2 separate regions of the Zea mays genome follow, and region 2 is linked to region 1. A link is a contact called in public Hi-C data. All regions are on one chromosome and are shown on one strand. Each heading gives the region's core, a stretch centred on a gene start, on an enhancer-like site or on the middle of the called end of the contact. The rest is flanking DNA. Distances are from core to core; before and after follow the strand shown. Region 1 holds the start of LOC100275076. Region 2 holds the start of LOC100284784.

Evidence for each region. A called contact is a pair of places that touch in the nucleus more often than the background predicts.
Region 2: a Hi-C map of endosperm shows a contact between it and region 1, with 3 times the contacts expected there. The contact joins the promoter of LOC100284784 here to the promoter of LOC100275076 in region 1. A contact is called at or near these places in 4 of 25 Hi-C or Micro-C datasets (ear, endosperm, leaf and 1 more).

Annotation. Positions count from the first base shown.
Region 1 is chr5:185,966,827-185,972,351 of Zm-B73-REFERENCE-NAM-5.0, reverse strand. LOC100275076 reads left to right here and starts at 3,019. Exons shown (of 6, transcript NM_001149264.1): 1 at 3,019-3,225; 2 at 3,935-4,027; 3 at 4,111-4,491; 4 at 4,576-4,661. The coding sequence starts at 3,970.
Region 2 is chr5:186,156,249-186,161,773 of Zm-B73-REFERENCE-NAM-5.0, reverse strand. It overlaps LOC100284784, which reads left to right and starts at 2,133. Exons shown (of 3, transcript NM_001157679.2): 1 at 2,133-2,459; 2 at 2,583-2,915; 3 at 3,005-3,422. The coding sequence starts at 2,277. The coding sequence ends at 3,265.

The DNA of each region.
Region 1 (5,525 bases), core at 1,770-4,269:
TAATTAGAGGAACCGGGGTGTAGTTCTCTTAGCGGTCGTGCCGTCAATGGGGCTCGGTGTATGCGGCTCGCTCCGCCAAGGTTGATTTGTCCCTTTGGGAGGAGTGCGGTACATTTAGGAAACCTAACGGGTGGCTACAGCCCCGGGGAATCTTTGTAAAAGCTACGTAGTGATACCCTGCTGGGTCACCTTGGTAGTGATCAATGGAGAGTCATGATCTCCGGGCAGAAAGGGAAATCACGGCTTGTGGGTAAAGTGCGCAACCTCTGCAGAGTGTTATGAAAACTGATATATCAGCCGTGCTCGCGGTTATGAGCGGCCAAGGGAGCTCCAGTGATTAGTGGTACTTGATCAGAGATGTTTAGATTACAGGTGGCAATGTGATTGATGGTTTTTGGTATTGATTATGGTAATGGTAAGTGGTACTCTTTCCGTTTGGAAAGAAGTACGCTTGGGTTAATAACGTGGGTTAATTCTAAAACTTGGCTTTCTCTACTAGTAATAATAATCTGACCAACTAAAAGCAACTGCTTGCCTTACCCTGACATAAAGCTAGTCCACTGTAGCCAAATAGGACACTTACTGAGTATGTTGATGTGTACTCACCCTTGCTCTACACACCAAACCCCCCCATCCCCAGGTTGTCAGCATTGCAACCACTGCTCAGGAGAAGATGAAGCCGTGGAAGGAGACTTTCAGGAGTTCCAAGATTATGATGAGTTCTAGGCGTGGGTTAGCGGCAACCCCCAGTCGGCTGCCTATGAAGGCCGCGTTTATCTACGTTTCTTTTCCGCACTTTGATTATTATAAAGACTATGTGGATGTCTCAGACATATGATGTAATCGACTATTATTTCCCTTTTATATTATGATTTGAGCACTGTGTGATGATGTCCATGTTATGGAACTGTTGTGTACGTGAATTGCTGATCCTGGCATGTACATGGTTCGCATTCGGTTTGCCTTCTAAAACTGGGTGTGACACGTGTGGGAGGGAGACTGGGTGTGGGGATGGGCGGTCGGCGGCGGATGGGACTAGTGTTGGCGCTGGGCGTGTGGCCATGGGAGTTTAGGGTTTTTTGGGCTTCAATTTCATGGGCCTCATTTTGAATATTGTCTATATAATTGTTAAATTTATATCTCGGGTATCCACTAGATACCCACGGGTAAAATATAATATTCATACCCTACCCGATATTCTTCGGGTATCCGACCCGATAAGACTCTGTACCCATATCCATATCCATCGAGTACGAAACCTGTGGGTATCCATACCGCAGGTCCAACTGCCATCCCTAGTGTGGTCCTCTACTCCTTTGCTGGCTCCTCTGCCCCCCGACGTCCAATCTCCTCTGCAGTCTGCACAAACTGACTGTTGGCTCTTGTCTTGGCCTGGACAATCTGGTAAGTGGTAATCCTGATTGTATATGCATTCCATTAATCCAGAGTGTATTAGACAATCTGGTAAGCTGACTGCATATGGATTCCATTATTGCATAGTAGATTAGAGGTGAAATGATTGTCTGAAATTATAATATATTGAGATTTCCCTATATCGTTTAAAAAACTACGTTTAAACTTTATTTAAAATGTTAAAAAGTCAAAACTCCACCCATAAAGGTTTTAATGTTTCGTTGTTTTAATAATCTTATCGCTAATAATAATATACTAATATATTTTACATAAAACTATATTAGCTTAATTGATCTTTACCTAAAACACTATTATTAGAATGAAATCCAATTCCAAAGATCCAAATGGTATCAATCACAGTCACTGCTGCAAAGTTACTGTTACCAATAATTGGGATCGATATCATAGAAAAAAACTTCTCAACTTTAATGCCAATGTTCGTGAATGCCATTCAATAAGAGGAAGGTTAGGTTGATTTTAAAACTTAGGGCCTGTTTGAGAGAGCTTTGCTTCAAAAACTTCAGCTTTGATTTTCCAGTTTCACTATAAAACAGCTCCAGCAAATTGTTAAGGTGAGTTCTAGGAGCGTTTGGTTTGTGTATGGACTCCAACTTCTATAGTACAATTGATTTGTGTGGGTTTCCTTGATTATCCTTGATGATTAGTGTGTTGTCGCCAGAGAGAATGGAAGTTGTATGTTGCGTAACCAGTGGCATGGTGGGTAATTTTCGTACAGCTTCATGAGGAGATATAAAAACAGTGTTTTTCAAGCACCCTGTAAGGAGCTTCATGAATTTCATGAAACGGGGCTCTAGTTTCATTTTTTTTAAAACTAAAGCTCGTGGAGCTGGACGTGTTTGGGTTGAAGAAGTTAGAACGAAATTAAAATTCTTGAAGTGAAGCTCTCCCAAACATGGTCTTACTCTCTCCGTCCCAAAATAGATATATATGTAAATTATATTTATATGTTATTTAATAAATATATAATTAGTTTAAAACAAATTATATTTTAGATGAATTACATTTGGGTTTGTTCGGTTATTCCTATCCCATATGGATTTGATGAGATTGAAAAAGATTATAAATTTTTTTGATTTGTTCGGGATTAAAACTCATTCAATTTCACTCAGTCCATATAGATTAAGAGCAAAACGAACATGCCCTTAAACGGTGCAACATCACCAACCCCATGGAATATCGGTTCTGCTATCTTAAAATTTAATTTATTCTGTGCTAGGATTATTTTAAAATGAAAGAAGCACTATCTCACAGCTGATAATAAAGCGCAAAAAACTAATGGCAACGGAGAAATAATAATCTCAAATACGGCGAACAGAGACCGGCGGCGCGGGCGAGGTGGAGCTACGCATCCTGATTAGGGTTTATGGCGTGCTGACTTGGGCCGGCCTCAAAACTGGGCTCAGCGGGGAGTGTGTACAGTCCATAAACGGCCCAAAAGTTGAAAGAAAAGAAAAAAAAGTAATGAAATCCAACGGGATTTTCCGGCATCTAGCGAGTACGACTAGCGCCCCACGCTGCCGACCCGATCCAAAATCCGACCGTTGTGCAGCGCAGGAGCGCTCCCCTTCTCCTCCCTTCTGAACAGCTTTTCCGCCCGTCTCCACTGTTCACTCTCCAGTTGCGACTTGCGAGTCTTCCTGCAACTAGCGCGCACACCGAATTGTTGGCAAGAGAGAAACCCTTCCTCGTCCCGTTCAACCGGCGCCGCCGACTCGCGTGTTCCTCCCCGCGTCCTCGTTCTCCTTGCTGCTGGACCCGCTAGTGGGGATCGACCTGATTTCTCCTGTGCTGGTAAACCCTAGCGCTCTTTCCACCCCTCGCTTTTTTTTTGCCCGCATTCGCTGTGACGTGAACGACTGAAGCGAAACCGTGACGTTCCTACGGTACTTGAGCCCGTTTGGTCCAGTTGCGGCCATTCCTGGGATGCCGCGTATCGGCGTATGTGGATTTATTCGCTGTTCCGAGTTAGCCCTCCGTGTGGCCACACGTTTTGAGCACGCGCCCAAGGTCTCAGTGGGGTTCATAATCCATCAGTTAGGGGAGCGAGCGATTCGAAAATTCTTTCGTTGTTAATTTTTTGGCAGAAGCAGATCGGATGCTTATGTAAAATCCCAGTTAGATCTTGGTTGACTAATATAGAATATGTGCGTTTTGATGTTATTTATTGGGTTCACTAATTTAGTGGTGCTTCCGTTTATGCCATCTAAATTGAAAGTGATATCATACAGGTGCGCAAAGAAAGGTTGTGCAGTTACATCACCAATCTAGGCACCGTCTCCTCTACGGTGCTTGTTCCCCTGGTTATGTACTTCTGAATTATGATCCAGTTTTGCATGTTTGCCGTTTGGTGATACGTCGAATCCATATTAAATTAGCACCCCCAGAGCTTATTTCAGATCTTGTTCAGTTTATGTACAACAGAAATACCGTATAGAAGTCACCATTTATTGTTTCTATGTTCTGATTAGTTTCTCTTTACAGTCAATTGGATATTACCCAGGCTTTCAAGGTAGAAAAGAAGCTTTTTGTTCCATCATGGCCTTATCAACTCCAGCGTCTATTTTGGTTGACGAGAACCAACAGATAAATAGAGGTGAGATTGCATTTTTTGTCAAAAACTAATTTGTGAAAAGGAATTTTCCTGAAATAGATACATTTTTTTATCTGTATGTTCAGGTAAGAGGGCCGATGGACCAAGGGCCAAAGGGCTGAAGCCATCCGAGAATCCTGGCAATCAAGGGAGGAGAGCTCTTAAGGATTTGTCCAACTTCTCTAAAGGCACTGGTTTGAAGGACACTTCCACCCTGAAAGAGAAGTCCCAGCAGAAGCCTCGTAGTAATGTGGCCAACACTATTAAAGGCAATGCTTTGAAGGACAAGCCCATCCTGAAAGAGAAGTCCACCCAGGAACAGAGGTCAAAAGCTCTTAAGAACCCAATGAAAATTTTAGTTGATGAAGAGATCAAAATGTGCCATGAGTGGGCTAAGGATGGGGTGGAGGGATTTCACTCAACACAAAATAATTCTCAAAAGTTGGATAAGGATCTGCTAGACAAACGTATGATTGTTCTTCTTGGTTCTTAAATATGTGTGTGCGAGCGTGCACGTGTGTGGTGTATGGCTAATTATTCATGTTATTTAGGTGTCAAGAAGAAAGTGGCGGCAGTAAACTCAGCCTTGTGTGGTTGGCCAGATACAGTATTTGATTCTCTAATGTATCCATCTATGGTATGTGGCCCAATATCACACATTCAAACAGTACTTTTTCACAGTTGTCTAATGTATTAGGGATTTATTTACAAAATCATGGCCCCATTTCTTATGACCACCACAGTCCTATGCAAGCTCATGATTAAGCAAACAGAACTTGTTATTATTAAGAATGAGATTTTAGAGTGGGGAAAGTATATGTTACTTGATTGTGTAGTTCTCCTTATTAACTGATACAGTTGTTACTGGTCAGCTGGAATCATGGGGTAAACCAGTAAGGGCTTGTTCGGTTATTCCCAATACACATGGATTGGATGGGATTGGAAAAAATTGAGAAGAAGTTTGACTTGTTTGGGATTCAAACCAATCCAATCCCGCTCAATCCACATGGATTGAGAGCTAACCGAACAAGCCCTAAAATGATTAATCACCCAGCTTTCTGGTAGTAACGGGTAACTACTATCACAGAAGTTTATATTGTGTTATCTACTGACAAGCTTGATCTTGTTTGGTTGCCCCAGTACCTTATAGTTTTGACAAAGCTATGTTTGTCAGGTAGTCATTACTCTCATAACACTTGCTTACTATAAGAAAGTATACTCTGGAATTTAAAACATATTTAATAGTCAGCCCATTTCTGGATATTGGAATTTTCCCTATGCCAATAATACTGAAGGAACTGGCTATGTATATGAATTGTTTCACAAGACAGCATCTTGCCCCCATTGTAGGTTATTTTAGGAAAAGGATATGGTCAATAAAAATCATTAAATGTAGCATGTGTGTAGAAGTTCAGTAACAGTTGGTTCATATTATTTACTTAGCCATCTTGTCAACTGTATGTGCCTATGTATAGTAGTTTGGATTATGACCTGCTATTGA
Region 2 (5,525 bases), core at 884-3,383, 190 kb before region 1:
CTTAAAGTCGTAGTCACTTAGTAGCTAATGCCATTCTGCCACTCTAAATGTGTTGGACCTCTAGAAAGACATGGTTGTGCAGTAGAAGTATGATGGCTTGAGGTGGAGGCTTTGTCACGAACCTTGGCACAAAGATCCCTGACACCAAGCTCGATGTTAAGATCCACAGGTCGAGATTGATGCTAGGTCAACACAAACCTCCACGGTAGCTCCGAGTCGCACAACTCGACACCAAGGCTAGGGTCCGAAGAATAAAAATAAAACCTCCAAATGTCTAAATGTGTATACTTTTCAAAAAAGGTTAAAAATCGGTAAATATACTGTAAGAGAAATTCAGAGTTAAGATCTGTTTTGTATGTAAATATTTCTTATCCATAAGTGCACGTATTATCTTTGTCCTATGATAAACTAACCTTTAGACTTGTCCTAAGTCAAATTATTTTAAATTAAATTACATTTATAAAATTTAATATTTACGACAAGCAATTAATATAATTAGATATGTCACGACATATATTTTCATAATGTATTTATTTGATGCCAACCTAACTATCCTACTTACTCCTATCCCTAACATATATATCTATTCAATATGAAGACTTGGTTCAGGGAGAATCCACAACCTAAATTTTGGGAGCGTAGTATAGTAAGACTGTGCTCAACATACCATATATTATAATCGTGCAAAACATTTTGTGCCCAATTGCCCTGCTCACAAAGTTGAGTTTGAAATAGGAGGTAGTTAAGATTGCTGACAGCCTAACAATATGTCATCTATCTCTATGGAACAGGAATACAATGTGTTTGTACGTACCATCTACCATGTATCCTCCTCTATAAACATACTTGTTTTGAAATATCGTTTGGTTCACAAAATGCAATGTAAATGGCAACGGTAATAATTCACACTCGATTACTAGCGGGAACAAGATTGAATAGGACGTCATCGATTTCTAGTGTGATATCTGATTACGATTGGACTTAAATAAATATGGTTTATCGTTATCGGTTACCATTTCCGTAAACCAAATATCAGTTAATAGACAGTATCGTACATAAATAGTTTTATAGTCGATGTGGCATTAAATTAATAACGAGAGAGATACAGTATCCTTTGATGATATAACGCACTAGAAATAACCTAAGTGAGCCACTGATGTGGCAATAAAATATGCACAGCGACGATGTGGCACATTGCCGGCCTTTACTACTACCGAATTAACATCTCCAGCGGATCCTCGCGAAAAAATTCCATCCACAAGCTAAGAGCAACTTGGCATTGAAGAATGGCGATTGGCGATGTGCTCATGGCCTTTCCCGAGCGGAACGACTGGGCCACTGCCCACTGAGCTCTTTTTTCTCACGTTGACAGGGGTGTTTTGTTGTCTAAACTAATGAATATCTGCTAAGAAACAAATGCAAGTTCACGAACAGCTGAGGAATAGTTGAGTGATACGTACGGAGAGAAGATAAAGAAATACACGATCACGCATATCGGCATATGACAGCATCAGCAGCAGAAATATTTATCATGATTTAGTTCAAATATTCGAGAACGGTTCAGAGGACAAGAAATCAGAAATGCACAGCACGGTCACGCATGCTACGCATTAATTTAATAATAGCATTGATTTAATAATAACACATGCCGCATGGCAGTATGGCAGTACTATAGCCGCGATGTACTTTTTTTCCTTAAAAGGGAAAAGAGTATGTTACAGCAAATTTTAAAAGTGATCTAGCAGATACACATCTTGATTACGCTAACCAGTTTCTTAAAAAAAGAATCCAGTACTGCAGACTATATGCACAATTAGGGCACATGGCAGAGAACTGAGAGCAAAGCTCCTACGGCCATGGGTTGTTTGAGATTTTTTTTTTCGTTAAAAAATAACACTAGTACGGTTGTGATCCCGTCCCGCCGAGTCAGCAGATCACATCAGATCAAAATCAGCGCGTCCAAGCATGCTCCCGGCGTAGCTACAGTACACAGAGGGAGACGAACCGGGAGCCCCTGGCCACAAGTCTCCCCGGCGAGTCCTCCACCACAAGCTCGCCCGGCAGCTCACTGATTGCTCGAGTTGCGTGCTCGCGCAGGCGACTTATATGCACCACTCGCCCCCGCTGGATCTCCCCTCCCGGCCTCCCCTCCCTTGCCGTCCACTTCTTCCTCCACCACAGTCATCAGTGGCGTTATCCTCTTCGTTCTCGCCTCCCTGGTTGTTGTTGGCTGGGTGTTGGCGAGCTGGGAGTAGAGACCGAGAAGTGGAGCGGCCATGAAGATCCAGTGCGACGCGTGCGAGGGCGCGGCTGCCACGGTGGTGTGCTGCGCCGACGAGGCCGCGCTGTGCGCGCGCTGCGACGTCGAGATCCACGCCGCCAACAAGCTCGCGAGCAAGCACCAGCGCCTCCCGCTCGAGGCGCTCTCCGCCAAGCTCCCGCGCTGCGACGTCTGCCAGGTACGTACGTCGTCACGCACTAGCTAGTATTTAGCTAACCAGCGCATGCGGCGGCGGCATGCGCAGATGCGCTACACGCACGACGTACGGCGCAAGCAAGCTAACCTTGCTTCGCGGTCGCAGGAGAAAGCGGCGTTCATCTTCTGCGTGGAGGACCGGGCGCTCTTCTGCCAGGACTGCGACGAGCCCATCCACGTCCCGGGCACGCTCTCCGGGAACCACCAGCGCTACCTGGCCACCGGCATCCGCGTCGGCCTCGCCTCGGCTTCCGCCTGCAGCGACGCCTGCGACGCCCACGACTCCGACCACCACGCCCCGCCCAAGGCCACCATCGAGCCACCGCACGCCGCCGTCTCCGCCGCGGTGCAGCAGGTGCCCTCGCCGCCGCAGTTCCTGCCGCAGGGCTGGGCCGTCGACGAGCTCCTGCAGTTCTCCGACTACGAGTCCAGCGACAAGGCAAGACGATAGCGCAAGCTCCGGTCCATGTCCGCGTGCACCCACCGGATCCCGTCTCACGTTCTTGCTCTGTTTTATGTGTTTTGCAGCTGCACAAGGAGCCGACGCTCGGGTTCAAGGAGCTGGAGTGGTTCGCCGACATCGACCTCTTCCACGAGCAGGCGCCCAAAGCCAGCAGGACGTTGGCGGAGGTGCCGGAGCTTTTCGGATACCAGGCGGCGAACGACGCGGCGTACTACAGGCCGGCCAAAGCCGCCGCCGGCGGCGGCGCTGGGGTTCGCCAGAGCAAGAAGGCCCGGATCGAGGTCACCGACGACGAGGATTACCTCATAGTCCCTGATCTTGGTTAAATAAGAGAGCGCAGGAGTTTTGTTTCGTCTCCTGATGTGTACGGTGTACCAGAGAAGAATTTTACTGTGTACAAGCTAGTGTCAAGTGTTGTGCATCTTTGACTGTAGTGTCGCTCAATTCTGAACATCTATTAAGCCACTTTTGTTGCTATGCTAATACCAGTCTGAGACACTGATGTTTTTAACAGAACATTTGTCTGATTTTGCTGACACTTCTACTTACAGAGACCACAAGTGAATTAGCTGAGATAAGGTATTTTTCGGTAGGCTCACCAACACAGAATAAGAATCCCCAATGTTTGCCAACTGCCCCAGATACCATTGGAAGCCAGCAAAGTTAGGGCTTGCCTTCCACGAATTGGAAGGGATTGGTTAGGATTTGAAATGGATTTTAATTTGTTATGTGAAAGTTACCTAGAGAGGGGTGAATAGACGGAATCTAAAAATGATAAACTTAAGCACACACTACAAGTCGGGGTTAACGTTAGAATTATAATCGAGTCCGAAAGAGAGGGCGAAAACAAATCACAAGCAAATGAAAGCGGATGACATGGTGATTTATTTTACCGAGGTTCGGTTCTTGTAAACCTACTCCTCGTTGAGGTGGACCCTTTCCCTCTCTCAAACGGTCACCTAGACCGAGTGAGCTTTTCTCCTTAATCAACGGGTCACTTAGACCCCTCACAAGGACCACCACAACTTGGTGTCTCTTGCGTTGATTACAAAGGTGTTGAGAACAAGAATGGGGAAGAAGAAAAGCGATCCAAGCGACAAGAACTCAAATGAACACAAATATCTCTCTCACACTAATCACTAAATGTTTGGAGTGATTCCGGACTTGGGAGAGGATTTGATCTCTTGTTTGTGTCTTGGAGTGAAGTCTAGAGCTCTTGTATTGAATACAATGGCTGAAAACTTGGATGCCTTGAAGTGTGGTGGTTGGGGGTATTTATAGCCCCAACCACCAAAGTGGCCGTTGGGGAGACTGTCTGTCGACGGACGTATCGGACAGTCCGGTGTACCAGCCACGTCACCCAATCGTTGCTGTTAATTGGGGTTTTTCCCTTTATTTAAAAAAAATAAAAAAAGAGGAGAAAGGGGTCTGCCGGGCTGGGCCGCTACAAGGCCTTACAGTCGAGCAACCCAGCCGGGAAATACTAAACCCTAGACCAAGGTGCCGTATCTTGGGAGAGGCAAGGAAGAGAGGACAGAGCTGGGCGGCGGAGGCGGCTCTGAACGGCCTCTCCGTTTTCAGTGGCTGCTCGGCCGAAGCTTTCGTCCTCTCCTTGCGCGACCACCTCCTGCTCGGCTCCTTATAATGGGAGTTCGATCTCCTGGTTTGGAAATCTGTATACGCAATATTCCTTCTCCTCTCTCCCTGTTCACTGCTCCAGTTGAGAATTGGATCGATTGACTCAATCTCTGGCCTTCCTGAGGTGATTCTTGCTGGTTGTGATTGGAAGAAAGCTGTAGCTGGTGCTGCGCACGTGCAGCAATGGTTCCTTGTGCTTTTCTTCTGTGCTCGGACGCTTGTGTGGTGCTCTGTCTGTTCTGATTATTGTCCACCGTGGCCTGGTGCTTGGGCTCCCTGCTGCGCGGTGTTCGTCATCGCCAAGATTCTGAAGCCCAGAACATACAAGCTGGCCAACAGTCAAGGCGAGGTCTACAGCAACGCTTGGAACATCCGACAGCTACGTCGCTTCTACCCTTAAGATGTTTTCAAGTCGTTCATGTACCTGCTTTACATACATAAGCAAAGTCTAACCTTCAAGGAAGGGTCAGCCTTGCCTCGGCAAAGCCCGACCCTCCCTCGGGGGCTAGAAGGGGGGAACCCCCTCTGCGTCAGAATTTTCCTCGGAAAAAGTCTTTCTGCCAGAACATCTTTCGTGCTTTTCGACTACTTCGATAGTGGAGTCCAGAAAATGACGGAGTACACGTAAGCAGGCAAGGCCGACCGAGCCGAGGGACTCCTACGCCTCCGGGATACAGATACCTCACTCATCACCTTCTGCGATAAGTAACTCACGCTCAGATAAGGGATTTCGCTGTCCGAACAAGTCTTAACGCTCGAAAACTTTTTCTGCCAAAACGATTTTTCGTGCTTTCTCGACTATATCGATAACAGAATCCTACGGACGAGTAAGAGTACACGTAAGCAGGCAAGGCCGACCGAGCCGAGGGACTCCTATGCCTCTGGGATACGAATACCTCACTCATCACCTTCTGCGATAAGTAACTCACACTCGGATGAACGAATCTG